5 separate regions of the Mus musculus genome follow, and regions 2, 3, 4 and 5 are each linked to region 1. Evidence: chromatin contacts called from public ChIA-PET, HiChIP or PLAC-seq and promoter capture Hi-C data. All regions are on one chromosome and are shown on one strand. Each heading gives the region's core, a stretch centred on a gene start, on an enhancer-like site or on the middle of the called end of the contact. The rest is flanking DNA. Distances are from core to core; before and after follow the strand shown.

The links. Promoter capture Hi-C pulls out the DNA fragments that hold promoters and counts their contacts. ChIA-PET counts read pairs in DNA pulled down with a chosen protein or histone mark. HiChIP or PLAC-seq counts read pairs in DNA pulled down with a chosen protein or histone mark. Capture Hi-C pulls out chosen DNA fragments and counts their contacts.
Region 2: a promoter capture Hi-C map of liver shows a contact between it and region 1. The contact joins the promoter of Spryd4 here to the promoter of Zbtb39 in region 1. A contact is called at or near these places in 2 of 39 promoter capture datasets (cranial neural crest and frontonasal cranial neural crest), 1 of 484 Hi-C or Micro-C datasets (CD4 T cells), 4 of 115 datasets of contacts at active chromatin or transcription factors (the NIH/3T3 cell line, memory CD8 T cells, microglia and 1 more) and 1 of 9 other capture datasets (liver).
Region 3: an RNA polymerase II ChIA-PET map of memory CD8 T cells shows a contact between it and region 1, with 19 read pairs. The contact joins the promoter of Arhgap9 here to the promoter of Zbtb39 in region 1. A contact is called at or near these places in 2 of 39 promoter capture datasets (embryonic stem cells and liver), 1 of 15 datasets of contacts at CTCF or cohesin (embryonic stem cells), 1 of 484 Hi-C or Micro-C datasets (nephron progenitors) and 1 of 115 datasets of contacts at active chromatin or transcription factors (memory CD8 T cells).
Region 4: a promoter capture Hi-C map of stem cell-derived epiblast-like cells shows a contact between it and region 1, with 2.6 times the contacts expected there. The contact joins the promoter of Baz2a here to the promoter of Zbtb39 in region 1. A contact is called at or near these places in 17 of 39 promoter capture datasets (the 3T3-L1 cell line, 3T3-L1-derived adipocytes, the C10 cell line and 12 more), 3 of 484 Hi-C or Micro-C datasets (CD4 T cells and embryonic stem cells), 9 of 115 datasets of contacts at active chromatin or transcription factors (the SCID.adh cell line, embryonic stem cells, extraembryonic endoderm stem cells and 4 more) and 3 of 9 other capture datasets (adipose tissue, liver and pancreatic islet).
Region 5: a contact with region 1 is called in an H3K27ac HiChIP or PLAC-seq map of extraembryonic endoderm stem cells. The contact joins the promoter of Ptges3 here to the promoter of Zbtb39 in region 1. A contact is called at or near these places in 22 of 39 promoter capture datasets (the 3T3-L1 cell line, 3T3-L1-derived adipocytes, the C10 cell line and 15 more), 1 of 15 datasets of contacts at CTCF or cohesin (the NIH/3T3 cell line), 1 of 484 Hi-C or Micro-C datasets (the C2C12 cell line), 9 of 115 datasets of contacts at active chromatin or transcription factors (T-cell acute lymphoblastic leukemia, astrocytes, bone marrow-derived macrophages and 6 more) and 1 of 9 other capture datasets (liver).

The regions. Positions count from the first base shown.
Region 1 is chr10:127,736,861-127,742,607 of GRCm38.p6, reverse strand. It overlaps Zbtb39 (zinc finger and BTB domain containing 39), which reads right to left and starts at 3,078. Exons shown (of 2, transcript NM_198035.2): 1 at 2,946-3,078; 2 at 1-1,093. The coding sequence starts at 1,049.
Region 2 is chr10:128,209,532-128,215,278 of GRCm38.p6, reverse strand. Spryd4 (SPRY domain containing 4) reads left to right here and starts at 3,485. Exons shown (of 2, transcript NM_025716.2): 1 at 3,485-3,570; 2 at 3,888-5,371. The coding sequence starts at 3,486. The coding sequence ends at 4,426. Gls2 (glutaminase 2 (liver, mitochondrial)) reads right to left here. Exons shown (of 18, transcript NM_001033264.3): 18 at 5,275-5,747.
Region 3 is chr10:127,319,458-127,325,204 of GRCm38.p6, reverse strand. Arhgap9 (Rho GTPase activating protein 9) reads right to left here and starts at 3,241. Exons shown (of 16, transcript NM_001285785.2): 1 at 2,774-3,241; 2 at 2,315-2,511; 3 at 6-86. The coding sequence starts at 3,089.
Region 4 is chr10:128,090,573-128,096,319 of GRCm38.p6, reverse strand. Baz2a (bromodomain adjacent to zinc finger domain, 2A) reads right to left here and starts at 3,537. Exons shown (of 30, transcript NM_054078.2): 1 at 3,470-3,537.
Region 5 is chr10:128,056,822-128,062,568 of GRCm38.p6, reverse strand. It overlaps Ptges3 (prostaglandin E synthase 3), which reads right to left and starts at 3,587. Exons shown (of 8, transcript NM_019766.4): 1 at 3,283-3,587. The coding sequence starts at 3,284.

The DNA.
Region 1 (5,747 bases), core at 1,829-4,328:
TTCTTGCACACCTGGCAGGGCATGGCCTTATTCTCCCGGTTGTCACTGTCACCGAAAGCCAGGTCGTCCTCGCTGTCGTCGCTCAACTCAATCACCTCCTCTGCGGTCCCGATGTCTTCGGCCGGGTCCTCAAACTGCAGGTCCTCGTCCCCCACGTCGTCCAGCTGGAGCTCATCCATCTGCCCAAAGCTTGGATCTCTGGAGTGGTCGCTATTGCTCAAACAGGAGTTGGTCTGGGTTGTAATGTCTACCGCGTTATCAGAGGCAAAGAAGGTGCTTTTACTGAAGTCTCCGTTGCTTTGAACTTTGTATGGCTGGCAAGAACTCGTGCTGGTCTGGATGCCTGTGCTGACCATGCCTAGGACTGGTGGTGGGGTTGCCACACTAGGAACAGACGTGAAGGGAACAGGGGTGTCGTGGTCTTCCGACTTTGGTGGCAGTGGCAGCTGTGGCAGGGGCAAGCCATGATTAGTGTCACCCGAGACACTCCGCTCTTCCTCTTTGTAGCTTCCTCCTGCATCAGTAGGCAGCACATAGTTTCTATCAGGACCGAAGTGTTCCCCACTCCCCCGGGACTCTCCAAGGGGGTGGGTGGGATCTACTGAGGGACAACTGAGAGTGACACACTGGCTGTCGCTGGTGCTGGTCAAGGACTTGGCTATTGCAGTGCTCTCTAGGTCTGGGAAAGTGGAATGGCAGGCTCGCAGCAGATCCTCCATACCCAGGCGTTCAGCGACCTCATAGATGACCCCAACGTTGATCAGGTCTGTGAAGAGCTCTGATGTATATACAAAACTCAGGATCTTCTCAAAGTTGGCAGGGGTAATGAAGTCCACCACGTAGGTCCGCGCAGCATCTAGCCCAGTGTTTAAGAAGAGGTTCTGGAAGTAGCCAGCTGCGCACGCCAGCACGGCTTTGTGGGCGGGGAAAGAGCGGCTCCCCACCACGATGGTGACATCGCACATGGTCTCTGACAGCCGGCACTTGTTGAGTTCCTTCAGCAGGTTGTTGGGGTGGTTGCTGCTTTGCAGTTTGATCCTCATGCCCATCTTAGCAGCTCCTAGGAAGATGCCTCTGTATCAGCAAGATCAATCTGTGGGCAAGACAAGAGAGCGACACATCCCTAAACCAGGGCTCTGTGCAGGAGAGAAATGCACGTTCTCAATGTGTCCTAGCTGAGGAGGAAGGAGTGGACAAGGAAAACTGAAGCAGAAGATAACAAGGGGGGTGAGTGGGGAATGACCTTCACCCTGCACAGACCCAACCACAGGATCATTGAAACAAAACGAAAAAGAGATGAGAAAAAAAAAATCAGTTAGCTTGGTCCTGAAAGTCTACGGAGCTGGGGCTGCAGAGACAGCTCAGCAGCTGAGATCATCTGCTGTTCATGCAGAGGACCCAGGTTCCGTCCCCAGCACCCACATGACTTTATCTCTAGTTCCAGGAGATCCCATACCTTCTTCAGATTTCTTCAGGCAACACACACACACACACACAGAGTACACTTACATTCACAGAAGCAAATACTCATCCACACAAAACAAAAACCAAATAAATCCTTAAAAACAAAATAAAACAAAAAGAGGCCAGGTACAATAGTAGATACCTATAATTGTAGCACTTGGAAGTCTGGGACGGGAATAACAGGAGTCCTAGGATAGCCTGGGGTAGAAAGCCAGACTGTGTGTTTTTAAAAGAGGGGAGTGAGCTATATGTGTCTAGCTAGGAGCCTTCCAACTGAATGGATGTTCAGCCCTCAGTACAATCCAAACAACAGGCTCGGGTTTCTTTACTAACTTCTTCCTAAATCAAGTTTTTCTTTCTATCATTAAGTCTATTCTCTTTCCTCACAATGCCAAATGCCAGGAATATACTTGAACTATTATCAATGCTCCATTAGCAGCTAAGGAAGAGGTAACGGTTGCACCTTTACTTGTCTGCCATAGCTGTCCTTTCCAGTCTACAAACAAACCTCTCAGCTCTTTTTTTCTTTTCTTTTTGAGATCTTATGTAGCCCAGGCTGACTTTGAAATTGCTCTGTTACTAAGGATGATCTTGATGGCATTATGATACTCCTACCTCCATCTCCCAAATGCTAGATTACAGATAAGAGCCACCACCAGCCCCACCTCAAAATCTCAAACTCTTGAATCCCCACCTCGCCCTTCATGGGATACTTGCCTATTCTCTGGTCCTTCCCAGACCCCTTCTGGATGCTAATTTCTCAAACGTTACTGTATTCTGTGGATGAAGCTAAACTCATAGCCAAAGCAAACACAACTGTGGTATGTAACATTACTTAGGTACGTTGTATCTGTCTTTACCAACTATACAGTAACAACTGGATGCCTTAAGCAAGGGAAAGATTCCTGCAAGCGTTTTTAACATCACTTTTCCCCCATCTCAGGTCTTGCACACCTCGGAGAAACAACTAGTCACATGCGTGTGCTTCGCACAACTCGCCCTGAGCAGCACAACCCTTTTCTCCATCGCACCAGGTTCTACCAACAATTCCCAACTTTTCCCGGGGGCCCAGCACTCGTCTGAGTATTGTTGGGTACCAACCACGCGTCTCCCGGGCCCTGGCGGTCACTCATCCACGGTGGGAGGCTCCGGGCACCCCATGGATATACAACTTGCAAGGAGTACGCCCCAACCAAAGGTCTGCCCGTGCCGCGGTCTCCCCGCGATCCGCCAGGGCAGGGACAGCACCGGGCTGGGGCGCAGCACCGCCGGGAAGGCGCACCTCGGTCGCCACAGACAGCGCGGGCTGCCCCCGTGCGACCCAGGCCCGGCGCCGCGGGAGCCGGCCGAGCGGAGGCCCGGGAGCCGCGGCCCGGTCGCCGGGAGGGAGGACAGGGCCGGCCGGGGACACCGGCGGGGCGCGCCCAGCCAGGGCGACAGAAAGGCCGAGCGGGAGTCCGGCTGGACCCGATCGCGCTTACCCGGCTCCGCGGGGTCCGAGCACCATCGCCGCCACCGCCTCACACAAAGGCCCCGGCCCGCCGTGCCCGGCCCGACGAGGAGGCGGCGCCGCCGGCCGCGGCCAGACTCTCCATCCGCCGAGCCGCTCGCCGCGCCGGCCCGGGCCGCCCCCGCCGCCCGGCCCGCAGCGCCCCCCGCCGTCCCGGAGGAGGCAGCGCCCCCCGCCGCCCGGCCCGCAGCGCCCCCCGCCGTCCGGGAGGAGGCAGCGCCCCCCGACGGCCGGGCGGAGCCACGAGCCCACACCAGCCCGCTCGCTGTGGCGCCTGGGGAGTGAAAAGCAGGTCCAACCAACCCTGTCCCCCAACAGCCTCGCAAAAATCTGTGTGCTTGTTCAGTTAATTTATGACTCCCGCGAGCTTTCTGAGGGCAGGGATCTGTGGTTTTGCCAGAGCTCCACTTTTGAGTTCTGCTTGTCACCTTGCCTTGCACACATATAGGCGCCTTCTAAAAACCTGTGTGCGGGTGCAGGTATGTGACTGTGCGGATGGGGGTGAGGGGGGCGGGGTCTGACCAAGCCAGCTCAGTCAGTCAACCGGGTCTCAAGGGAGGGAGTGAGGATTGCAAAGAAGAAAAAAAAATTGACAAAACTATAACATGACTCCAGCCAGTGCTGAGGCTGAGGCTGAAGCAACTTTATTTTTTTAGCTTTTATATCATTCTAGGTACATCCAAAAAAAACAAAAAACATGGTTCTTAGACCAAAGACAAAGTAATCAAGAGAAGTAGTAAACAAAGAGATCACACACGGTAATGATTAAGCATAGTAGCAAACAAAGCCCCACAGTCACCGTTTCTCACGTTCTTATCTGAGCCTACTTCCTTGTCCGAGCCCAGTGACAATGCCAAATTCCTGGAAGCAGCACCAGACACTCTCACCAGGGGTAGATGATTAACGAATGGAGTATTTCAGGTTAGATCCCCAGGAAGCTCTTCTGATAGCCCAAAACGGACCCTCCTTCCTGGTAGATGGCCAGATGGAGTCACTCTGTTACCTGGACCGTGGCAACCCAGGTGTCTTCCTAAACGGGTCCGTCCCCTGTCTAGAATTCCATCACTGGCCTCCTCCCTTCTCCTGAATCTGCTCATCAAATGATCCTGCTCAAGACTAGCCATAAAACCAAAGCTCCCCTGCCTACGTCCTTACACAGCCTAGACAGCCCAGGCTGGCTCCTTCCCATCCTGCCTCGCCTGCCAGCCAGGCACAACTCCAGCCCAGGCCTGTGTCTCATGGCCAATTCCAGCCTATCTGTCCTCTCTCTTTCATATCTGCCATAAAAGCATTCCCTTTGTGGGCTGGGGAGCTGGTTCAGAGGTTAAGAACACTGGCTGCTCTTCCAGGGGTCCGAAGTTCAATTTTCAGCAACCACATAGTGGCTCACAACCATCGCTAATGAGATCTGGTGCCCTCTTCTGGCCTGCAAGCATAAGTGCAGGCACAATGCTGTATACATAATAAATGTATTAATAAGTAAATCTTTTAAAACAAACAAAATCCTCCCTTTTAGCCATACCAGGGAATGACTATGTTGTCCATCCACACGAAAGTATCAGAAGGTCAAGGTCACCCTCAGCTACATAGCAAGTTTGAAGGTAGCCTAGGCTACATAAAAGCCTGTCTCAAAAGTTTTTTTTCTGTGTTATTACCCACTCCTGGGTTCCTAAAACGTGAAAGGAATTGGACAGTGAAACGAGGGTGATGAGTGACAGGAGATGCCTCTCAGGTCCGACCTTTAATTTAGAGGAAGGCACACTCTGTGGCATAGCATTCAGATAGGGCCCAGCACATGAAGCTATGAAAATCAGAGAATATTCTGTCTTTGAAGTGCTTGTGTTGGGAATTTTCCTGTCTGGACTGGATGAGTTCAGTCTCTAGTTTTGACTTTACAGAGGCATGAACTGTCTCTCTGATGCAGCCACAGCTGCTGATAGGATCAAGCTTAGCACATACTGCCTGGTGGGATGTGCCAGGGGTGTGTGCCACCTATTCCTGCATGCTGGGTTCTTTCTCTTGTTCCCTTTTGGTGCCTTTTGACCTTGACTTTCTTACACCCAAACTCCTGGTCTCCTAGACACTGCTTCTGGCTCAGCACCATGACCCCCACCACTCCGTTTTCTGAAGCTGCCCATTAAACGTTTGTGTTTACGCCTCTATTTTATCATCGTGGTGGTCCGTGGTCAGGGGAGCTGCTTCCTGCAGTGGGCAGTGGTTACCTGCAGACTCAGACCTGGTAAGTGCAAAGAATAAGTAGTTAGTTACTAAGTGTTCGGTCCAGAGTGAAATGTTTGTAGTATCCCGGCCAGGGCTCAAGGAATCTGAGACCAAAACAGGAAAAATGTACCTTGCGGTTAAGAGTTCTGTGTGCACTTGAGATAGTCAAAAGGAAGTTCCTGTTTGTCCCACTTTAAGTCCTTGCAAAATAAAGTTTCTGTTTACCATTAAGAGTCAGTTCCTGTTTCTTAGGCCTGTGTAACTTGCGTGCAACCCCATGCACATGACACCCATCCTTTTTCCCTTCTGTTCTCACCATGTGTGTCAACCAATCCTCTTGGCCCTGTGAACACCTTATCTCTCCAATAGAAGAGCCTTCCAAAGGCCGGCAGGGACTGCTTACTCAAATCCCGACTTAGCCAACTGGTAGCCAGCTGGCCTGTCCTAGGTTCACCCAAAAATACAGCCTGCTTTAATTGGACAGTCATGGACTTGACCTTTTCTCCTCCTGAATGTCAGGGTTAACAAAATATGACAGAGGCGAGGAAGAACA
Region 2 (5,747 bases), core at 2,236-4,735, 470 kb before region 1:
TTCCCTCTTCTGGTATGCATGAAGACAGAACACACACACACACACACACACACACATAGAGTATGTAAGAGCTGGAGTCCCGAAGGAGTGTTACACCATCTTCTGGACATGACAGACATAGTCTTGCTGCCAATGAACTCATTGCAGCTACAGAACCCGCACAACATTTCAACAGGCAGCAGCAATCAAATTCAGTGGGTTATAAAGGAAGATGAGGAGGAAGAAATGAGAGGGGAAGGCAGATATGTTGAGAGTTGTTGGGAGGGACAGGAGGGGAAATTTTGAAGTGCATAGGACTAAGATACATTATCTACATAGATGAAATTATCAAAGAATAAATACAACTATATCCATACACCTATAGAACATTTTCACATGGTTGTCCCATAGACATCTCAAATCCAGCTTCTCTAAACTTAATTACTCTCCTCCAAACTCAACATGCTTCTTCTATGTCCTCTACTAAGAAAATTACAGGTTACCTTCTTCCTGCCCCATCTCATCAGCCTTCTGCCTCTTACACAGCTGGGTCGCACCATGTTTTCCCTCAGGACTCTGGTGGCCTAAGACCCTGCTTCCCTGCTTCTCATCCTACCCCCTCCACTTCATGCTCTGTGATGCTTCCAACTTTACCTTTGCATGAGAATCTAATTTGTCAACCCCGTGTTGCCCTAAACAGCTCCTGGATATCTGAAAGACCCCTCTAGATGTCCTCATAGTGTATGTGATTGTTTATGATTAACTCTCAACTTTTTTAAAAAAAATTTTAAAAAGATTTATTAATTTTATTTATGTGAGTACACTGTAGCTATCTTCAGACACACCAGAAGAGAGCATCAGATCTTATTACAAGTGATTGTGAGCCACCATGTTCTTACTGGGAATTGAACTCAGGACCTCTGGAAGAGCAGTCAGTGCTCTTAACCACTGAGCCATCACTCCAGCCCAGTCTTGACTTCTCAAGTATGTTTAAATTCTCGCAGTTTCCCTCTGCAATACTGTGTCCCTTATGGTTCCCGAAGTTCTCCGTTCTTTTGGTAACCTAGAGCTTGTGCTTAAGCTCCAGCCCTACCTCAAATGTCTCTTTTGTTTGTCAAGCCGAATTCTATCATTTGATCACTAGGATGCATGGAAATATTAAGTATTGATTGTTTGTTAACAATAAGGCAGGTGGGCTGGACAGATGGCTCTGTGCTTGATACTGAACCTAAGTCCAGTTCCCAGGACTCACAACCACGATAACTCCAGCTCAGGGGAACTGGTGGTCTCTTCAGTTTCCAAGGACACCTGTACTTATGTACATATTATGACTCCCCCGCCCCACATATATAACTAAAAATAAAATAAATCTTAAAAAAATAAGGCACACAGATCATCTAAATGATGAAGGTAAGTTTATTTGATGGTAGAAGTAAAGTAATATAAGAAATGACAGGTGAAGCTACTCTCTGAATGAGTATAAAATAATGCAGGTATTTCCACTGGCGATACATACCTATAATCCAGACTCAGGAGGCTCCGCCAGAAAGGTCCACAGTTCAAATGCTGCCCTACGCTACAGTGTGTATGAGTTCCAATGTCAACTTCGTGAGACCTCGTCTACAAATTAAAACAAGCAAACAACCATATCTTAAAAAGGGCCAGGAATACAGCTCAGTGGTCATGATGAGGGCAGGGAATAAGAAGGCGCAAGTCTATAGGTGCTTCAGAGACCCAGTTCTGAAACCATTCCCTCTTCATTATCCACACCCGAAGCATTAGCAGAACAGGCACAACCTCTCTAGAGGAAATTCCCTCAACATTTTTGCTCCGACGTTTAAAAGTCAATAGAAGAGGAAGATGGGATGCAAACGAGGCAGGTGGGAGCTGCTTCAGGACCGCGGTACCTGAGTGCGAGCTCTCCCAGAGCAAGGAGAGCGACTCGGTTAAGGGGAAGCGCCGGGATAACGATTGGTTTCCTCTGCCGCCCGCAGGCGGAGAGACTCGGAGGTCGTGCAGCAGAAACAGAAAAAGGCAAACGAGAACGGCTTCGTGACCAACCCTCTTGGTCTTCGCCTATGCGCCAGAGCCTTCCCACCGTGCTATACAGTTCCTTCCCTTCGGCATTTGCAAGTCTGCAGCAGGTCCCTCTCGTGTTTCCTTCCTCTCTTACCCTGGGCCACTCCTGGAAAGTGAGGTTACTCTTCCCAGTTTTGAGGTATGCGACATACCTCAAAGTATTAAAAGTAGTTTTGTAATTAGAAGGGGAAAAAAAAAGTTAACCTGCATCTCTACAGTTACGGGGCTGAAAAGGCTGGGCCTGACTGAACCCTAGTGGAGAGAATGAGTCACTGCACCACCCCACACACACTTTCAAGCTCATTTATACATTAAAAAATAATGAGGTAGCCGGGCGTTGGTGGCGCACACCTTTTATCCCAGCACTCGGGAGGCAGAGGCAGGCAGATTTCTGAGTTCGAGGCCAGCCCGGTCTACAGAGTGAGTTCCAGGACAGCCAGGACTTCACAGAGAAACCCTGTCTCGAAAATAATAATAATAATAATAATAATAATAATAATAATAATAATAATAATAATAATAACAATAATAATAATAATGAGCACAAGTCATGTTGTTAATCCCAGCACTCCGCGGGCTGAGGCAGGCCGATCCTTGAGACCCTGTCTCAAACTATAATAATAAAAAACTGATATACAGAGAAACCCTGTCTCGAAAAAAACAAAACAAAAACAACAAAAAAAAAACAACAAAAAAAAACTGAGCACAACCTGGCACTTGGGAAATTGAGGCAGCAGGATCTAGAGTTTGAGGCCTGCAAAGGTTACATAGTAACTCTGTCTCAGAAGACAGAACAGTAAGCTTGAATGTAGACACATTCTGTCCAAAGAGAATGCTGAGGCTCTGGGAAACGGATTTACGCTTTTTTTTTTTTTTTTTTTTTAAATAATGTGTGGTGCTCTGCCTGTCCTGGAACTTGGTATGTAGACCAGACTGGCCTCGAACTCATAGAAAACTGCCTGCCTCTGCCTCCTGAGGGCTGTGTGTCACTCCCCCCGCCCCCCCCGGATTAAACTACTTTAAAAAAATACTTCTTTTATCTTGCCAGACTTGGTATCGCATGCATTAATTTAGTCTCAGCACTTGGGTGGCAGAGGCAGGTAGATTTTTATGAAATTGAGGCCAGCCATGACTACATAATGAATTCCAGGCCAATCCAGGCTACAGGAGACCCTGTTTCAAAACCAAACAAATCAGAGACTCTGTTTACACAGGCTCTCTGGGTGTGTGTGTGTGTGAGAGGGGTATCCTACTTAGTTGAGATATAATCAGTACGTCTCTTCACGTATTGATCTAGCTCGCCAGACTAGAAATCACCGAGATACCGATTTCTCACGACACTCGCGTCTCGCACCACGTGCTCCGGGCGCGGACCAGTCATTGGTCGGTGTCCCCTGGGGGCGTGCCCCGTGCATCTGTGGCACAAGATGGCGCTGCCCTTTGCACGCTGTTGGAAGTTGTACCGCTGGGGCACCAAGCGATGGGGGGTCCCTGCTGTGGAATCCCGGAGAGGTAGGCATATTTCTTTTTTACTGTCACTCCAAAGTAGTTAACGTGTCATTCCCAGAGCGCGATCAGAGAACTCCACTCCTCATTTCTCCTCTCTCCCCTCTGCCTTGATCTAGCAAGATTCCAAACCTGGGGCACCGGCTTCTGGCTTCCCCAGTCAGTGATTTGCAGCTCCCAGGGCTGTCTTACTAAAGCGGCACCTCTGCTCTTTCCATGTTAACATTTGACATTGACTTTTCTCGATTTCCCGTCATCGCCTGGACAGCTTTCAGATCAAACACAGCCCTAGGTTTACGAGTTCTTTTTTGCTCTGCCCTCAGGCATCAGTTTCAAACTGGAAGAAAAAACGGCCCACAGCAGCCTGGCACTCTTCAGAGGCGACACGGGTGTCAAATATGGCTTGGTGGGACTGGAACCCACCAAGGTGGCCCTGAATTTGGAGCGCTTCCGGGAGTGGGCAGTGGTGCTCGGAGACACCACAGTCACCAGTGGCAGACACTACTGGGAGGTAACAGTGAAGCGCTCCCAGCAGTTCCGGATAGGAGTGGCAGACGTGGACATGTCCCGGGACAGCTGCGTTGGTGCTGATGATCGTTCCTGGGTGTTCTCCTATGCCCAGCGCAAGTGGCACAGCATGTTGGCCAACGAAAAAGCTCCAATTAAGGGTATTGGGCAACCAGAGAAGGTGGGGCTGCTGCTGGACTATGAGGCAAAGAAGCTGAGCCTGGTGGATGTGAGTCGGATCTCTGTGATCCACACACTACAGACAGATTTCCGGGGCCCAGTGGCACCTGCTTTTGCTCTTTGGGATGGAGAGCTGCTAACCCACTCAGGACTCGAAGTGCCCAAGGGCCTCTAATGTGGCCAAGACCCTGAATCGTGCTCATGGTCAGCTTTCTGTCCTTAGTGTCTAAAGCGATTTTACTTTGTTTCAAGCAACTGGTAGCTCTCACAATTCTGTTGGGATCCTTTGTGCAATATTGTAGCCATCTTCCCCTGGGCCCTACTCTGTAAGAGCTAGGTATACAGCCAAAGTCGCCAGTTTCCTAGGTCATCAGGGGATTCGCCTCCTCAGGCCAGTTCTTTGGGTCCTTCTACTTGTGCCCACACACCTTAGACTGTTCAGTCCTGCGGTCCTGCCTCTCGGCCCGTCCCTTATCCACATGTAACTTGTTTTGGGGGCTCACCAGATTCTCTAGAGTAAATGCTCTCTACCTCTGGCTGGAGGAGTGGCAGCCACAGGCTTGGCCTTTTCTCTGATGCACCTCAGATTCTTGGGTTCTGGCTTCCTCAGTTGTACCTCAGCACTAGAGATGTCAGTCCAACCCAGATGCAGCTATCTCCACTCTGAGTCCATCTGTCTTCTGGATACCTGATACCTAGGCAGTTTGCCATAACCATTGTGCCAGTTATGTGACAAAGGGAAAGAGACACTAGGGAGACATGTATGGCTCTGGTGCCAGAAACGTTACCCTCGATAAGTTCCTTCTGTGTATCTGCCACAGTTCAAAGCTCCAGAAAAAAGACAACTTTACACAATCCATTTTGGAGCCTGTTCAGACCCACAACTCCCATCTCCCTTGGCCACAGAATGTACTTAATAAAAGCAGTATTTTGGTTTGAGGAAAACCTGGTGAAACAGTTGAATATGTATGCGGAATATTCAGTTTGGACTTGTCTGACCCTGGGTGCTACAATGGTGATAACTGATGATGTCCTTAGGGGAGAAAGAGAACGACTAAATTTAGCAAAATATAAAATAAAAATTATAATTCATGTAATTAAAGTTTATTTGAACACAAAATACTCTGTCTATAAAATTGCTGTCAGCAGTAGCAGCGTGTCCTGGCTAAGATGGACAGATCTCCGCAGACTTCTAAAGCCACGTGGTTTGGCTCTCACCCATTTCTCTTACTCTGCGGCAGATACATATGCATGTAGCTAGAGGCTCTCCAAGGAAGTTGCTTGTTGGCATGATGATTTCTTCAGAGAGGAAAAGGGGACCTGGGTAAAGACCCGGGCTACTCTCGAGCTGTATCTGGAGGTCTCTGTAGCTAGCTCTGCTCAGGTATCCATTGAGGCTTTTCTCTGTGCTGTGCACTGAACTGATGGGGCGTTTTGATTCTCAGAAAACACTGGCCTGTGTCACCAAATGGCTGTGTCGATCCCCAAGGAAGCAG
Region 3 (5,747 bases), core at 1,992-4,491, 420 kb after region 1:
CTCACCTGTGGATCGAGCCATTCCTGAGGCTGTAGGGCACTGCTGTCCCTAGTCAAAGTCTCTGTCTGCTCCATGGAGCCCGGTTTCTGAGTTTAGGGGAAGACAAAGCAACATCTGGATGCTACCTCCACTGTTCTTAACACTTCTCACAAAATTCCTCTTTCTTCTGACCTTCTGAGAGCCCCAGAGAGAAACGGAGAACAGAAGATGGAGGGGAAACAGGAGGGGAGGGCCGCACACGAGCGCCATCCCCAGGTGGGGTCCAGGCGCTACTGGCATTGTTAGGGCCGAAGTCTGTGTCCTGGCAGCTCTAGAAATCTAAGCTCTGTTAATTGTCCCCAGTAATCAATCAAAGAGACAATGCTAAAGGACAAAGAAAGATATATGTGGGTTTAGAGCACTGGCTACCTTCTGGAGGGGCGGGGCGGGGCGGGGCGGGATGGGGAGGGGCGGGTGCTGGCTGGGTTTTCAACATCCTCATTAGGGCTGAAGTTTGCTGTAAATCCAGTTCCAGGAGGCCTGACACCCTCTTCTGGCCTCTGAGAGCACTGCATGCAGGTGTTAATAGGAGCATACATGCAGGCAAAACACCTATACATACAAAATGTGGCCGCAGTGAGAGCAGATCAGTCTTATAAATAGATCCGATGATCCCCAATTCTGCTTTTAGGGTTCTAACATGCAGTTCAGGTTTGAATAGGTTTAGTCAAGCGGTAATCACAAAGCCAGGCATGGTGATGCCCACCTTCAATCTCAGCACTTGGGAGGCAAAGACAGACAGATCTCAGTGAGTTCAAAGCCAGCCTGGTCTTCATAGTGAGTTTCAGGGGAGCCAGAACTAGGAGCTACATAGGGAGACCCTGTCTCAAAAAAAAAAAAAAAGGTAATTGTAATTAGGCAGTCCTGGTAAAGGCATGGTCCTTGTTCATCTTTGTCCCAGCTCCGTCTCTGCCACAGGAAGGTCTGAAGAGGTGTCAGAACACTGTGAACCGTCTTCCTGGGAGACAAGTTCCGTTTCTGGCTGGGATCAGGACCCCAACCTTGTATTCCCCAGCATAAGACTCTTGGGGTAATTCTAATTCCTTGGGGTCCATGCCTCAATGGTCTGAGAGCTGAAGAAAGAGACACTCAGTGCCTTTCTCTTTAGAATTCTGTTGGGAGCTGCTCGCAGCCATTCAGCCTCCTGTAATGCATGCGAGGGGATGCAAGGGCTTCGGACCAGGGACCCTGGACGTCGGAGAAGGCCCGCCAGATTACAGTACACAGGGAGCTGTGACAGGATGTGATCCTGCCTGCCCCAGGAGCGAGAAGCTGGGAAAGAGGAGAAAACTTATTCTGCCCCTGTCCCTCCCGATCTCTCTCCCATTTACTCACGGTCAGCTCCGGGCCCGGGGGGGGCCCTGGTACATGGGTAGAAACCCCAGTCCCTGGCTGTTTTTTAAAAAATTCTTCCCCTCACAGTCTTTGCTCTTCTCCTCACTTCCTGTTGCCAACTTCCCTCCTCCCCCACGCAACCCCGCCCCAGAGCTGCAGGAAAGGGGAACAGGCTTTTTTTTTGGGGGGGGGGAGGAGAGAGTGACCTGTCCTCACACCATCGAGAGTAAAAGAAGACACCAAGAAGTGAGAGACTACGCTAGAGCTAGGGAAGAGAAAGACTTGTTATACACCCGTGAAAGAGAGAGTGTACACTGGGCTTGCTCGTAATCCCAGCAACCCCAGCGTTTGGGAGGCTGAGGCAGGACAGCTGCTGGAGTTTGAGGTCGGTCTGAACTACAAAAGGAAGCGGGGCGAGTTGGGCCTACTGCGGACTAAGACCCCTGGCTCAAAATACAACTGACAACAGAGTGGGGGAGGGGCTGACCAAGGCACTCAGTGTTAGAAGGAACTTGCTAGTGTCCTGACTTGAAGACAGGACTTTAGGACAAACCTTGCCCTGGGCTAGGAGTTAGAACTGGAGAAAAGCAGTCTGCTGACATTCCTTTGGCTGTACTGGATACCCTGTTCCTCCAGGGCCTCTGTAACTCGACTGTCCTTTCTCATCCCCTACGTTGCTTATGGCCACTCTTCCTGCTCCTGCGAGATCTTCTCAGAGCACCTCAGCCTCTTCTCCTCATTGTGTCCATCTGTCCCCCTCTCCCCTCCTCTCTGATCTTTAAGGGAGGGGTGTTGTCTGTGTCCCCCTCTCCTACCTTCAGTACTTAAGGGAGGGAGGCTGTGTCCAGTTCACCACTTCACATAGATCCCGCCCCACCCTGCTGTAGTGCAGGCGGCCGACCAAGCTCTGAGTTATGCTCCAGGAAGCTCTGTAACTCACCACAGCAACTTCTGTCATCCACCAGTGAGACCTTTCTCCTGGCCCTTCCTTGAAGGATTTCAGGGAGCAGGCCTTCACATTGCCCGTGCTGACACTTTTGCACATCTTGTGGGGATGGTGAAGAGGCTGCCCAGAAGCAACCTGGGGTTCCTGAGGCAGATAGAGCTCCTCCAGGGAGCCATGATACAGCTTTGTCCCTGGAAAGAGAGATGTGAAGGAGTGGCAGGTGAGGACAGATATGACCTTGGGAATTGTCTAGGAATGCAGGGCAAGGCTGCCGGGAAGTGACACGGGCCCTAGAGCTAAGAGTGTAAAGGGGACGCCACAGTGGCTTGGGTGAGAACTAGGCTTATCAAAGGAGTCCGCAGAAGGTAAGACAGAGTAGTGCTCTCAGCGCTCAAGCGGGAAGAGTCAGAGAGTCGGAAAGGTGAAGAGGGGGGAGGCTCAAAGCTTACTTACCAGGAGTCCAGAGGGAGCTGTTGTAGGTAGTGTCTGCTGGGTTGTGGCAGCAGATTGATTCCTCTGTCATGTATGCAGCTGGAACAAAGATGGGCCGAGAGCTGGGGGGTGCGCCCAGACGCCTCGCCAGCCACCAGTCTGAGTTGGTCTTTCGAAGCAGTAGGAACCTGTCACCTTCAGCCAGAGACACCTGCCGGCCATCTGCCCCAGTGTAAGTGAACGGATAGAGGGCGCAGAGCTGGGGTCCCTGAGAAGGGCTTTGTAGACTCAGCCCTAGATTTCCCCAGATACTTGGCCACCACCGGCCTGAGAACATGGTGGCTGGCACTGTCACCTATAGGAAAAGGGGGTGCTGAAGTTCCAGAAGGAAATAGGAGCTGGTGCCTCCGTACAGAAGGGCATGGTTTGAAGAGTGTGTGTGAGCGTGTGTGTTTTTGTGTGTGTGTGTGTGTGTGTGTGTGTGTGTGTGTGTGTGTGTGTGTGTGTGCAGGACCCTTAGGGCGAGAGGAAGAGGGGAGAGAGATCAGCACAGGTTTGGGGGGGGTCCAACTTCTGTGTGATGTGTCTGTTGAGGAAGTGTATAAATAAGGTGAGAGAGGATGTGGTCAGCAGCCTACCCAGCAAGCAAGGCAGGGAATCTGAGAAGACAACCTAGCTTGGTGATCTTTAGATACCTTGTCGAGGTTACCTGATGTTCCAGGGTCAGAAAGACCTGATCCTGGATGTTGAAGGGAGCCCTGAGCTGCACATAAGGAGGAAGAGGAGGAGGAGGAGGAGGAGCCAGGCTAAGAGCAGAACACAGACAAAAGTACAGGTGACAATGATGAAGGGAAGGTTATGCCATGACCCGTTTTTAAGCTCACACAGGCCTCAGTGTTCCTGTGACCACCCAAACTGCCTCAGACTCGAAGCTTTGTGTTTCCTGTGCAGACAGACAACCAGAAAAACTAAAAAAACAAGCGAGCAGGAAAGGAAAAAAGAAGAGTGCATATCTCCTTCAGCCCCGTCTAGGACACATTAGGGCGCATGATCTATGCATCAACCTTCTGGAGGGGTCCCCGGGTTTATTATGGGGCTCCGTCCATTTGCAATTCTTGTTGTATGTGTGAGTGTTTGGTCTGTGTGTATGTCTCAGCACCATCCAAATGTCTGCTGCCCAAGGAGGCCAGAAGACGGTGTTGGATCCCTGGGATCAACAGTTACAGGCGGTTGTGAACCCTCATGTGGGTACTGGGAATTGAACCAGGGTTCTCTGGAAGAGCAGCCAGAGCTCTTAACTGCCAAGCCATCTCTCCAGCCTTTTTTATTTCTATGCTTAACAAGAACTGGTTGAGGACTGTCTCCTGTGTGGAAGGAGCCGTCAAGAACTAGAAATGACAAAGGGATGAGCTCCTTAGCAGCTTAGGGGGCCAGACCTTAACTGACCTTAACACAGGAAATTTACTAACTGCAGCTGAATTGGAGACCGTGCACACACGGTACAGAAGTCGATGTAGTGGCTCACGCCTTCAACCCAGCACTCAGGAGGCAGGGGCAGGTGCATCTCTATGAGTTTGAGGCCAGCATTATCTACATAGTGAGTTCTAGGGCTGGAGAGATGGCTTGGTGGTTAAGGGCACTGACTGCTCTTCCAAAGACCCTGAGTTCAATCCCCAGTAACCACATGGAGGCTCACGACCATCTGTGATGGGATCCGACACCCTCTTCTGGTGTGTCTGAAGACAGCTACAGTGTACTCATAATAAATAAGTAAATAATTCTTTTTTTTAAAAAAGATTTATTTATTTATTATATGTAAGTACACTGTATCTGTCTTCAGACACTCCAGAAGAGGGCGTTAGATCTCATTACCGGTGGGTCACCATGTGGTTGTGGGATTTGAACTCAGGACCTATGGAAGAGCAGTCAGTGCTCTTATCTGCTGAGCCATCTCGCCAGCCCATAAATAATTCTTTTTTAAAAACAAACAAACAAACAAACAAACAAACAACATCTAGTTAGTTCCAGGACAGCCAGAGCTATATAGTAAGACTCTGTCTCAAAAATAAATAAAAACATCATGAGAGGTGTTTGGAGACTGACGTCACCTGATGTCGCCCTTTCCCTAGCCGGCAGAGGAACTGACTAGCCTGGGAGTGCCGAGCATCAGAAGCAAACTTCTCAATTCTTTGCTTTTCCTCCACTGAGTGGTGTAAGGTTTTTAGTTTCTGCTTGCAGAGCTGGAGTAGAGGGTGAGTGCCTCTTCGCTCTGGTGATGCGAGACAGCCAAGCCAGCTCCCCTCCCCTGACGTAATCCAAGGTCTGACAGGCTGGTCCTCACCCTCCAGGACCTACTCCCTTAGGTTCTCTCTGTTTCACTGTGGGAAGCATGCCCCCTTCTCTTCCTTCCCTTATCCAGAGGCTGATTTTACCTGTGTGTTCATTCAGATATTTAAAATTATCTTTTTGTTTGCTTGTCTTTCAAGACAGAGTTTCTCTGTGTAACAGTCCTGCCTGGCTGTCTGGAACTAGCTCTATAGACTAGGCTAGCCTGGAACTCACAGAGATCCACCTGCCTCTGCCTCCCAGTGCTGGGATTCAGAACTACCCATCATACCTGACAAAATTAGCTTTCTGTTTGTCTGTTTGTTTGTTTGATTTAAATTATTTTTTCTGGCCCGGCTCACTCCAGCCTATCTATTTATTATATATGAGTACACTGTAGCTATCTTCAGACACCCCAGAAGAGGGCATCAGATCTCATTACAGATGGTTGTGAGCCACCATGTGGTGGCTGGGATTTGAACTCAGGACCTCTGGAAGAGCAGCCAGTGCTCTTAACCCCTGAGCCATCTCTCCAGCTCCCTCCCCCCCCCTTTTTTTTTTTTCCGAGACAGGGTTTCTTTGTATAGCCCTGGCTGTCCTGGAACTTACTTTGTAGACCAGGCTGGCCTCGAACTCAGAAATCTGCCTGCCTCTGCCTCCTGAGTGCTGG
Region 4 (5,747 bases), core at 2,288-4,787, 350 kb before region 1:
TTTTTCTGTTCCCATACCTTTTCTTTTTCTTTTTTGGTTTTTCAAGACAGGGTTTCTCTGTGTAGCCCTGGCTTGTCCTGGAACTCACTCGATAGACTCGCCTCGAACTCAGAAATCCGCCTGCCTCTGCCTCTGCCTCCCAAGTACTGGGATCAAAGGTGTGCGCCACCACCGCCCATCTCCCAAACCTTTTCCAACAAGGCTACATGGCTGTGTTCTTTGGAGAACTGGAAGTCTAGACAGGAATTATGGCTTAGCTTTCATCTGAATGTTATTGCAGGGACCCAAGATGGGAAACAGTGTCGTATGTTACAGCTTTTTCTTTTCAGTTCCTACCTCTCACTCACTAGGTGAAGAACTCAAGACCCACAGAAGCTCCCCGACCTGTTCAAAGTCACACAGTAAATAAAATATGACTAGAAGGGAACTGCATTCCCCTTCCTTCCAATTCAAGACTTCTGGCTTCATAATTCCCATTCAAATCAATGAAATGTAGTTTTAGAATGTAAACAATTGCCTAAACTACGCAAAGCTAAGTCTGAAGACTTAGAAAGAGCGACACACAGAAACAAGATTCTGGCTGGTTTTGAGGGGTCAACAAATACATTTTTCTCTGGGGGATCCCAAGAGCTTGGAAATCTGGGTGTGGACAGAGTCTGATTGAACCAAACCCGCAGTCTAACGCCAATGTCTTTACCCCAGACAGGGATTCTGAGTGTGGGAGATGCTTTACCCACCCATCATTATAAAAAGTTCAGATAGGTTTCAAAAGGAAGATCTCTTTAAGATAAGCCAAAAATGTGGGCTCAGCACATGGTTCCTCTCCCTCAACAGAGCTAAGTAGATTACTAAGGGAAGGAGGAGACAGAACAAAATCTCTCTCCCCTGTCAAAATGAGTTTATAAAGTCAGTCACGGCAACCTACGCCTGTAATTCATTCCTACACTGAAGAGGCATAGAGGAGAGGATCGCCCTGTGAGCTCAAGGCCAGCTCGGTCTACAAATCCAGTTCCAGACTAGTCAGGACTTCATTGTGAGACTTTGTCTGGAAAAAACACAAAAGGACAAAGGTCGCCTGGGGGGATACACCTTATCTTTCCAAAAGCCCACTAACCTCCACGCCCTGGAGAAAGGAGAAGTAAACTTAGGCCAAAAAAAAAGTGTGGCCGGGTGTGGTGGCGCACGCCTTTAAATCCCAGCACTTGGGAGGGGAAGGCAGGTGGATTTCTGAGTTCCAGGACAGCCAGGACTATACAGAAAAACCCTGTCTCAAAAAACAAACAAACAAAAATGTGTAACCCCACCACCACCAAGAAAAAAAAAAAAAGCTTAGGTTGGAACTGGCACCTAAGGGCAGGAGAGGGAAGAGACAGATTTAGAGGAAAGCTGGTATCTTTCTGTCCTCTCCTTTTTCCAGGGCAGATGACTCTTCCTACTTCCCACCCGGGGCTAACCAGTTTGAGACAGGGCACGCAGAGGAGGAGCCTGCGCCAGTCAGACGTCCGTGACCACGCCCCTTCGCTTCATCACCACACACCCACACACACCCACCGCTGGCTCCGGAAGAGCCGGTTACTCCTGTGCCCCACTGTTCCCACCCCTTCCGAGCCCCAGGCCTAGTAACCTCGGCTACTTTTAGGCCCAAACCCTGCCCTGAGCCAGTAAAGAAAGAGGTAAGATAGAAGACCACCAGATATTAGAAGAGGAAAAACAGGGCATAATACGTTTTTTCATCTGGTACAGAAGGGCTCCTATCGCTTTATCCCACCTAGGCTGCGATCTTCCCTACTCTCTGAAGGATAAAGGTGGGCAGGGAATACGCCCCAAAGCTTTTTACTTTTTGCCGGGTGCCTTAACATACAACACTTGTGACCTGCCCCCCACCCCCATGCCAAATCTGAACGCAAAAAAGCGGACTTGATCCCATGTGTCCCCAAACATTTGTCAATCCCCATAACAATGTGGCTGGTTAGCCAACAAGCCTCCCTTCAAGAAGCTACTCCAAAGAGAAAGGGGCCAACGGTCATTTTATTAGCAACCTGTGAGAAGAGTGTCTGGGGAACAGACTGAACCTCCCACAAAACAAGCCAGAGGATGATGAGACGTGAAGTGGCGATAAACACCTGCCACCGCCTTCTCACCCTCCAAGTTCCTGCTGTACCTCCCTGTCTCTGGGTCAGCTGTCATTGTGCCAGCCACTCTGGAGCCAGATGGCTGGGGCTATGAGATGGTGGTATGCATCCTAGCTGTACCTTCCCTTTCCTCTTCAAGACACTCCAAGCATCCAACCTTAAGCACTACAGGACACACACACTGCGCCCTTCCCAGCACCTTTAGTTGTGACTCAGAGTAGTATAAGACAAACCCTGACACCCATTCTACTAATTCTGGAGGCAGGGGCACTAGAGAAGGAGCTCGGGGCTCAGCTGGATGGAAAGAGTATTTCCTATTGAAGGTAGGGTAATTATAAAGACCTCCCACTCCATGACTGAACCGATCTTGCCTTAGCCACAGCTCTTGGCCCTGTAGCAATTCCCATTGGTTCCTTTTCGGCACTCAGGTTCGGAGGAGACAATCTCACCGTATTTTGGTAAGGTTAGGTTCTCTCATAATATGCCAAAAAGATTGTAACCCCTCCCCTTCTCCAAGTGGGTCTGCGCCCCTCGGATTTAGTCTCCAAATTCCCCAACGGACAGCTGGGCATATGATAGGCATATAAGACAGTGACATCTCGGGGTTTTTGTTTGTTTTGTTTTCTGGAGTAACCTGAAATAGAGAAGGTTGGGCTTCCTTTGCCTTACCCAGCACCCCCAATCCCTTAGAGACTTAGCCCCAGTCTTGTTCTGCCGCAACAGCCGCTGAAGCGGAGTATCACAAGGTTCCCGCAGCGCCGCTGCCCCCGGCGCCCGGACTAGGGGGAGGGGCCAGCTCCAGCGGGGCCGAGCGCCCTTCCCACCGAGATCAGGGGGCGGTGCTCGGGTCCGACCCCAAACTCGGCAAGAAAAGCTTTAGGTGAGACTTAGCTGAACTTGAAGGGTGAGCGGAGCAGGGCGGACAGCGCCCGTAACGTGCGTCGTACCCCCCGCCCCCCGCACTACCAGGAGAGGGGTTGGGGTGGCGGTTATCTCCCCCCCCCTCCGGGGTTAGGATGGCGTGGGAAAGCGCTAGTTCCAGAGAAGAGGAGGCGAAACCCAGACCGCGGGAGAGCTTTCTGGCGAGGGAGGCGCGGGGGAGGGGAGATCCAGGGCCGGAATAGGAGGGGTTCCCGGGAGAGGATGGCGGAGAGGCGTGAGAAGCCTCCGGATCCCGGGCGCAGAGGACAGGGGAGGAACGGGCGAGGAGGCAGGGCGGGGGAGAGAGCAAGGGCAGCGGGCGCAGGGAAGGTCAGAGCTTGGATCCCAGGGGAGGAAGCGGCTGCGGGGACGCCCTGCCCTGGACCCCGGGCCTGGAGGCGGATGCCGGGCCTCACCTGAAGCAGGGCCGGGCCGGGCGGCGGCGGCGGCGCAGGTGGCCGAGCCGGGCGGCGGCGCCTCCTCCCCCAGCCCGAGGCCGGCGGCGGAGGGGGGGGGGGCGGCGCTTAAAGGGGCAGGAGCCACCCGGGTGAGGACGAGCGCTCAGGGACGGCTGTCGCGAAGGCTCCGCTGGGGGAGGGGACGGCGGGTGGCGTCTCCTAGGGGCCAGAACCAGGAAGGATCCCAGATGCAGGAAAAGACAGAAACTTCTGCGGCGTAGTTGGGGACAGCGGTGGGTCTGAACTGGAGTACTTGAAGAGCTCTTTTTGCCGGCACGGGGCGCCCAGCTAAGACTTATTCACAAAGGAGGCTGGAGAGACAGTGGGAGCCACAAAGATTCAAGGAGGCCTAGGAGAGCAGGAGAGGGAACTCAAGGCCGAGAGCATGTCGGGGTCACGCACAGCGCCCTGCTAGGTAAACAGGCTTCTCCCGGCCCTATCCGTACTACAGCTGTACAAATCTGGAATCAGGAAACCACAGAGGCAAAACGCTCTCTGTCCTGTCAATGGTGGAGGCCATCCGTAACAGGGTCGTGAGGCTGATGCAGGGCTAAGAATCGACTTTATTCATTGCTCGGTTTGGCCCCAGCCACCACCACCACCCTTGCAGCAACCTCTGGGGCAACAGGAAGCAGCTGCTCAGTGCAGCCCCGACCCGGTGGTGGGTTAAAGGGGGGAGGAAGAAACACCGAGAGAAACTAGGGGGAGGGGAAGCATCTCTTACAAGACCAAGACTGAACTAGTAATGAATACAGTAAAATACTACTTGAATCTCTGCACTTAAATTGGAGCGGGGGGTTCTAGGGTGAGGAAGGAAGCCCTAACCTAAGATACAACCCCAGGCTCTTCCTTAGAGCTGGAGCTTGCCAATGCTCAGCAGCTCACCAGCTAAGCCCCGTGTCCCCCCCACAGTCCGTTTCTCTTCCTTCACTCCCCCAAAAGAGCAAAGGTTAGGCCCCACCCCTGCTGAGTCAGCCAGAGAGGGAGCTGGGCATCCCTCAGGCCTTTCCCAGGGGCAGCTATCATACTTACCCATGTCAGGCTGGCAGGACTCAGGATTAGGACCCAGATTCTCACTGTCCTTGGGTCTTGCTTCAATTGAAGGCTACTGTTGGATCCTGTCCAACTATGGGCTGGGAACTCGCAAACCCCAAAAAAGCCAATGTATGCTTCCTGCGAACGACACAGCCTGAACTGCTGTAGGGTGATGTCCCTGTATGACAGACTGGGGTGGGAGGGAGGAGGGAAGGGCGGGGCTTTCATTGGGTGGAGAGAGGGAGGAGGCGAGGACAGGGCCGACCGGAGAAATATGGAGGAAGGTTAGAACTATATTAATACTTTAGGACTGTGGTTGAAGGGGACAGTAAAGGATGAAGGAAACAAAGAGTTACAGCTAGCGAGAGAGAAAGGTTCTCTACAAACCTTAGAGAACACGAACACCGGGATGGAAATGACCTTTAAAATATCAGTTTCCAAGTCTGTACTTGGGTGACAAAGCAGAAAGAGGTGACCTGTGTACTCTTAGGTCTTTATCAGCTTTTTGCCGACTCGAGTCAGGATCTGGAGCTGTCCCCACCCGGTAACAGCATTTCCCCCAACCCAAGCTCCAAGAGCAAACTACCAAGAACAGGCAACTCAGGGGCGCCACCTTCTGTCCTAATCTTGACACAGGAGGGACTGGAGCCAAGGACGTCATAGACAGATGGAAGCTCAAGCCTCTACTCCACCCCAGGAACCTTTCCCAGAGCCCTTTAGGTCACAGAGCTCAGAATTGGGAGTTGAGCTGTCCAGAGCTCTACCCCAAGTGGACAACCTTACAAGGTGAAACTTATAGATGTAGGCTCCTCCCCAGGCCAACTCCAGCTGGTTTGTAAATAGTCATTAGACTATAGAAATACCTCCTTGCAAATAGCCTTAAATAGATTTCAAAATGGTGAGATTGCAGGTCTTGTAGTGTCAAATGCTTCCACAAGAGGCCACTGGCTGGGCTCAAACACGTTGTAAGGCACAAAATACATCCTAGCATAGTGTGTGCTAAGGTACCCATTTTTATGAAGAGGAAGTACTGCTTTTCAAAAGTCCCAGTGGCAACAGTATCAAGATTACTCTTTGTAACATCACCGAAGCCTTAAAACTTTTTCATAAGGGATCTTAAGAGACCATTTTTTTTTTTTGCCCTGAAGACTCAAGCACAAACATGCACAGCTAGGCTTGTTCAAATTTCTGGCAATATATT
Region 5 (5,747 bases), core at 2,338-4,837, 320 kb before region 1:
TTCCAGGGCTATACAGAGAAACCTTGTCTCGAAAACAAAAACAAAACAAAAAAATAGCAACAGGAGTAACCTACAACCCAGCAAATTTTGCCACTTTGTTTCTATGCCTTCTAGTTAAAGTCTAACTCAGCAAGAAAAAAAGGGAAAATCAGTTGCCAGGTTACAGTGGTTAGGAAATCAACATTGAACAAAGGCCACCATCAGATACTCTTCTCAAACTTGAACCATATACCACATGCCTACTAAAAGTTTGGAAAGCTGAAGATTTTGGGAGTTTTGCAGAGTAAAAATTCAACAAACAGGCCAGGCATTGTGGAATTTAACTTTTAATCCCAATACCTAGAAGGCAGAGGCAGTCTGATCTTGAGTTCAAGTCCACCTTGGTCTACATGAGTTCCAGGACCATACAGTGAGATTATAGCCGGGGCTATATATAGTAAGACCCTATCCTATCTCAAAGAAAAAGTCTGTTTACAGCAAACATTAAACTATACACTATCAACCAGAATTTTCCAATTTCACTTTAGAATTCTACGTCAATAGTTACATAAATGACTTGATGTTTACAAAATGGTATATAGTGAACATTTTTATCATTGAAGGAGTTGTTCCTATTTACTTTACGTGTTTTTTGCCTACATGTACATAAGGACACTGCTTATATACCCAGTGTCCACGGAAGCCAGAAGAGGGTTCCTAACCCTGATCCCCTGAAATCTGGTACTGTTGTCAACCACCATGTGGGGTTTGAGAATTGAACCCAGATCCTCTGCTAAAGGATGAGCCACCTCTTTAACCCTGTAGAATGACCATTTTAAAAAGACCAGGTATCTGACCTCTTCAAAATGTGCACAATGGTGCAAACCTGGTCCACACAGAAACCTCATCACAAAAAACAAAAATAAATGAGATGTGTGCACACTATATAGACCTATCTGGCCTTGATCTTATATAATCCCAATATATAATCCTATTGGGTTCACCTATAATCCCAAATAATTAGGAAGTGGAGGGAAAGAGTAGGAGTTCAAGGGGGATCCTCCCACATATTGGGAGGTTAGGCCACCTAGGGCAGCATAGACGCTTTCTCAAAAAACAATCCCTTTAAAGAAGGTAATAGGATCAGGAGTTGTACACCTTTAATCCTAGAACTCAGGGAGGCAGAGGCAGGTGTATCTCCAGCCCAAGTTCCAGGATAGCCAGAGCTACACAGGGAGAACTTGTCTCAAAAAAAAAAAAAAAAAAAAAGCTGGGCGTGGTGGTGCACGCCTTTATTCCCAGCACTCAGGGGGCAGGCGGATTTCTGAGTTCAAGGCCAGCCTGGTCTACACAGAGAAACCCTGTCTCAAAAAACCAAAAAAAAAAAAAAAACCTAAAAATCAAAACAGACAAAAACAAACAAGAGCACCCACACACACAAAGGTTGGAAAGATGGCTCAAGGGTTAAAAGCGCTGGCTGCTCTTCCAGAGGACCCAGGGTTCTAGCCCCAGCACCCACATGGTGATTCACAAACCTCTAGCTCCAGGGTATCCAACATTCTCTTCAGGCCTGGCCTCTAGCAGTGCAGATGATACACAAACATACAGACAAAACATCCACACCACACTGCTCTTGCTTCTACAAGAGCACCCAAGCAGGGTGGCTCACAACTGCCTCTAACTCCAGATTCAGAACTAACACCTCTGCTCTCAGCAGGCAGTTGGTTCTGGTAATAGAACTTGGGTTCTCAGCAAGGGTAGCCAGTGCTGTTAATCACTGCGCAGTCTCTCTACCTCCTAAATTGCTACTTCTGGATGAAAAGATGTTTCGTTTGGCTATGTTTATCTACTAAATTGATTATGTTTTACCTAGCAATTCATTTTCCCCGTACAGTTTGGAAAATATCAAAAAGTTTTTACATAAACTTGTCCTAAGAAGCCAACATGACATCAGAATACAGGTCAGTCACACACAAGAGCTTTTTCTTAACATCTCAAAGGTAAAATTTAAATCCATGCTGGTGAGATGGCTAAGCAAGTGAAGGCTCTCCGTTTCTCTACCTGACAACTTAAATTGTTTCCCCACAGACTGTCCTCTTACCTCCAGGAACACGAGGGGGTGGGGGGAGGGCACACACATGAATAAAATTACTATAATGAAACACTAAAATGTAAAACCTGCTACATATCTTTGTTTTTATGGGGGACTCCTCCAAATTTCTTTACACATTTTCTAGTACTACATGGTCTTCTTCTAGGACCTGTTTCTCAGCCACTAATTGGCTCTAGGACATCGTCTATCAATTTAGATTTTTAGCCATTCAAGCAAGCAGTTAAAACTTAAACTTGTACAATCGTTAAACTTTTTTTTTCAACTACAATCCGTAACTTTTAGTGCTGTGCATAGCAGCCACCCACACCACCCTCAAGTACTGTAATTCAATTCTCTCATATTTGAAAGTTGTCCAGGCTAGAAAAATAAGGGCAAAAATTCTTAGATTAAAAGAATCTGTAACCTCCATATAAACAAATTAAGACCTTCAGGCAAGTGAGATGGTCATTTTATACCTGTTTCACCTCCGCATACAAAGAGCATGACGAAATGCCACCCAAAGTTTATTGAGGTACAGAGAAGAAAAGAGTCCACAAGTATCTTGTGACTAGACACGTGCAGAACTACCTGCTCCATAGTAACTATTACTCGCTGCCAAGGAGGTGACCGCATTTGCTAGCGTTCACCATTTTCAAGAGACCCGAGATGTGGGAACGGGAAGTTTCGTTGTGGTGACGGCATGGCCCCCTCTAGTTGCCTAGCAGTGCCTGCCGCCGAGGGCCGCGTGGTGCCCTACCGGTAGCACCGGCTTACGGCGGCACCCACAAATGCTCTCAGCCCGGTCCTGCCGGGTCCGGGCATCAGCACCGAGCGGCAGGACTCCACGGCTCCCGGCGCCCTCATGGCGGAAAGCTCACACACGAGTTTAGGGCCTAAGGCTAAGTTCCCAGAGTTCCGAGAGAGCCAGGCTGTCTAGGGAAGAAAAGTGGGATTTCTGGCACGAGGAATCCGGGGGTCGATCTGGAGGTGGGGAAACGGACATCTGGAGGAAAAATGTCCTCCAACGGTAACAGGAACAAGGATGCAGGCCCTCCCACCCCACGGCAGGGCTGCCACCAGCGCGGGCGGGGAGAAAGGCGAAGGGCCGAGGGTGGGGGGAGGGCGAGGGGCCGTTTCCCGGCAGCCGGGGCTCCCGGCGCGGCCTCGCTCCGCTCCGGGACGACCTTCCGTCGGCGGGATGTCGCACTCACATGGTGAACGGGGCAGAGGGCCAGACAAACGGGTGGGCGGGCCTCGCTGGCGGCGGCTGGCGAGTCGACTCCTCTCCGGCGGCGACTCCGGCGGTCTCTGCCCGGTCGCGGCCTCTCCTCGCTCCTCTTAGGCGACGGCGGCGGCGGGCTCGGCCTCGATGCCCAGAATGCACCGCGCGGAGAGCGGCTCCCTCAACCCGGGAGAGAAGGAAAGTGTAGGAAAAGGGGCGCGAGGACGGAGAAGGAGCGTGCGTGCGCGCGAGGGGTGGCGAGGCCGGGCGGCGGCTGGTGACGCAGCAAAATGCCCGGGCCGGCCGCCGCGCGTGCGCAATCGCCGTTTCCAGGCTCTGCGCGGTTTTCTAGAGATCTCTACGGAAGGGGCGGGGCCTCCCGGCTCCTTCGCGATCCTTCCCGCGCCCGCCCCTCCCCTCGACCCTCCGGCTGCCCCGTTCGCGCCTGTCTTCCCGGGCTCCGGTCTCGCGTTAGCAAGCCGTTGGCCGCCAACCGCCTGAGCACGCTCGCGGGCGATCTCCCCGAGAGACGTAGGGGCCGCCCTGGAAGGCGGTGGGACGCTGCGGCGTATACAGCAGACCCCAAGGCGATGTGTGGGGATTGTTTTGTCTTAGACAGGGGTGCCTGCCGCAAACCCAGGTTGGCCTCGAGTTCAGTCGCCCGAGTCCGGGATTGCAGTCCTGTGCCAAAGCCACCACGCCCGGCAACGCCGGTTGCATCCGTGGAAAAACGGCTTCGTCCTTAAAGCCTGGACCACTCGCTGTTTTTCTGATTGTCCGGATCCCGCCTGGGCTCCTTTAGCGGAGGAGCTGCTTTTGCCTCTTTGCCTTTAGGGGCGCGCCTCTCCCCCCTGCTTGGAGACATTGGCGCCCTGGGGGAGGCGAGGAGGGAAGTTTCTAGATTAATTCGCTGTCTCCTTGCGTGAGTTCAGATGAGGTGGTTAAGGATCTATTTGAAAATCCTTTGACTGGTTTTGTATACAATGCCCTGGGTTAAATGGGGTTAGTAGCCAAGAACAATCTCTGCTTATCAAAAACTGACGGATTAGGGCAGAGGTAGACCAATGAGCCACTATTAGGACATCAGGTTTTTAGAGTAATCCTGCTTCAGTCTCTTATGTGCTGGTATTACAGGCTTTTTTCTTTTGATATTGATGTCAGTGCAGACTAATTGGTGATGTTGGCTGTATAGTCCAGATCCAATTGCCTGATGTTAAGAACTTTACCACCTGTCAGGGAAATGAAAATTAGTCTGGTGTAGTGTCACAGGCTTGTAATCTCAGCTGAAGGAGCTGGGACAACTTGGTAGTGTGGGCAACTTCCCTGTTTCAAATTTCCATTTTTTCCCGAGGTGATGTAAGTATTCTGTCAACAATTATGTATGTGTACCGTGTGTGTGCCTGATTCCCACACAGAGGTCAAAAATAGGGCCTGAGATCCTTTGAAACTAGATCATGTGAACCATGTAGGTTCTGGGAATAGAACCTATGTCTTTAAGAGCACCCAGTGTTCTGACTGCTGAACCATTAACTCCAGTTCCCTCAAAATTCGAAAAGAGCTAGGGTTCATGGCCCATGTCTGTAATCCCAACAGTGGGTTGGCAGGTAGAAGCAGGTTGATCTCTGAGTTTGTCCAGCCTTGTATATATAAAGACACATGCCTCAAAAAATCAGACTTGCCGGGCGGTGGTGGTGCACACCTTAAATCCCAACACTCCGGAGGCAGAGGCAGGCAGATTCTGAGTTCGAGACCAGCCTGGTCTACCAAGTGAGTTCCAGGGCAGCCAGGGCTACACAGAGAAACCCTGTCTCAAAAATCAAAAAACAAAACAAACCCCCCCCCCAAATCAGACAAAAACAAAACAGACAACCCCACCCCCCAAAAAGAAACATTTTCAATTTCAATAAAGGTTAGGATGTAGCTCAGTGGTAGAGTACTTGCTTAGCATGGGTAAGCCCTGGGCTTAGACCATGACACCAGCAACTACTAACACATCCCCAAAAGAAAAAAGACCCACTGTTATAATGGAAAATTGAAAAGTGTTAGAAGCACAAAAAAAGAGGGACATGTTAACTGGAAGAAACAGAACAGGCCTTGTTAAGAAACTTTTATCAGGGATGAAGAAATAGCTCAGAATTTAGAGCACTGGCTGCTCTTCTATAAGACCTGGGTTCAGTTCCATTAGTCCCAGGATATCTGACCTCTGGCCTCCAATGGCACCAGGCATGTGCATTGGGCATAGATACTACACACAGGCAAAACACCCCCACACAAAACTTAAACAAGGCCAGGTATGACATATGCCCTTAACCCTAGCACAGTTAAAATCAGGCCATCCAGGGCTATGCAGTGATTGATACTGTCTCAAAAAAAAAAAAAAAAAATGATGATGTAGAAGTTGACAGCACTTACTGCTCTTCCAGGAAACTCAGGCTCAATTGTCAGCTTCCACAT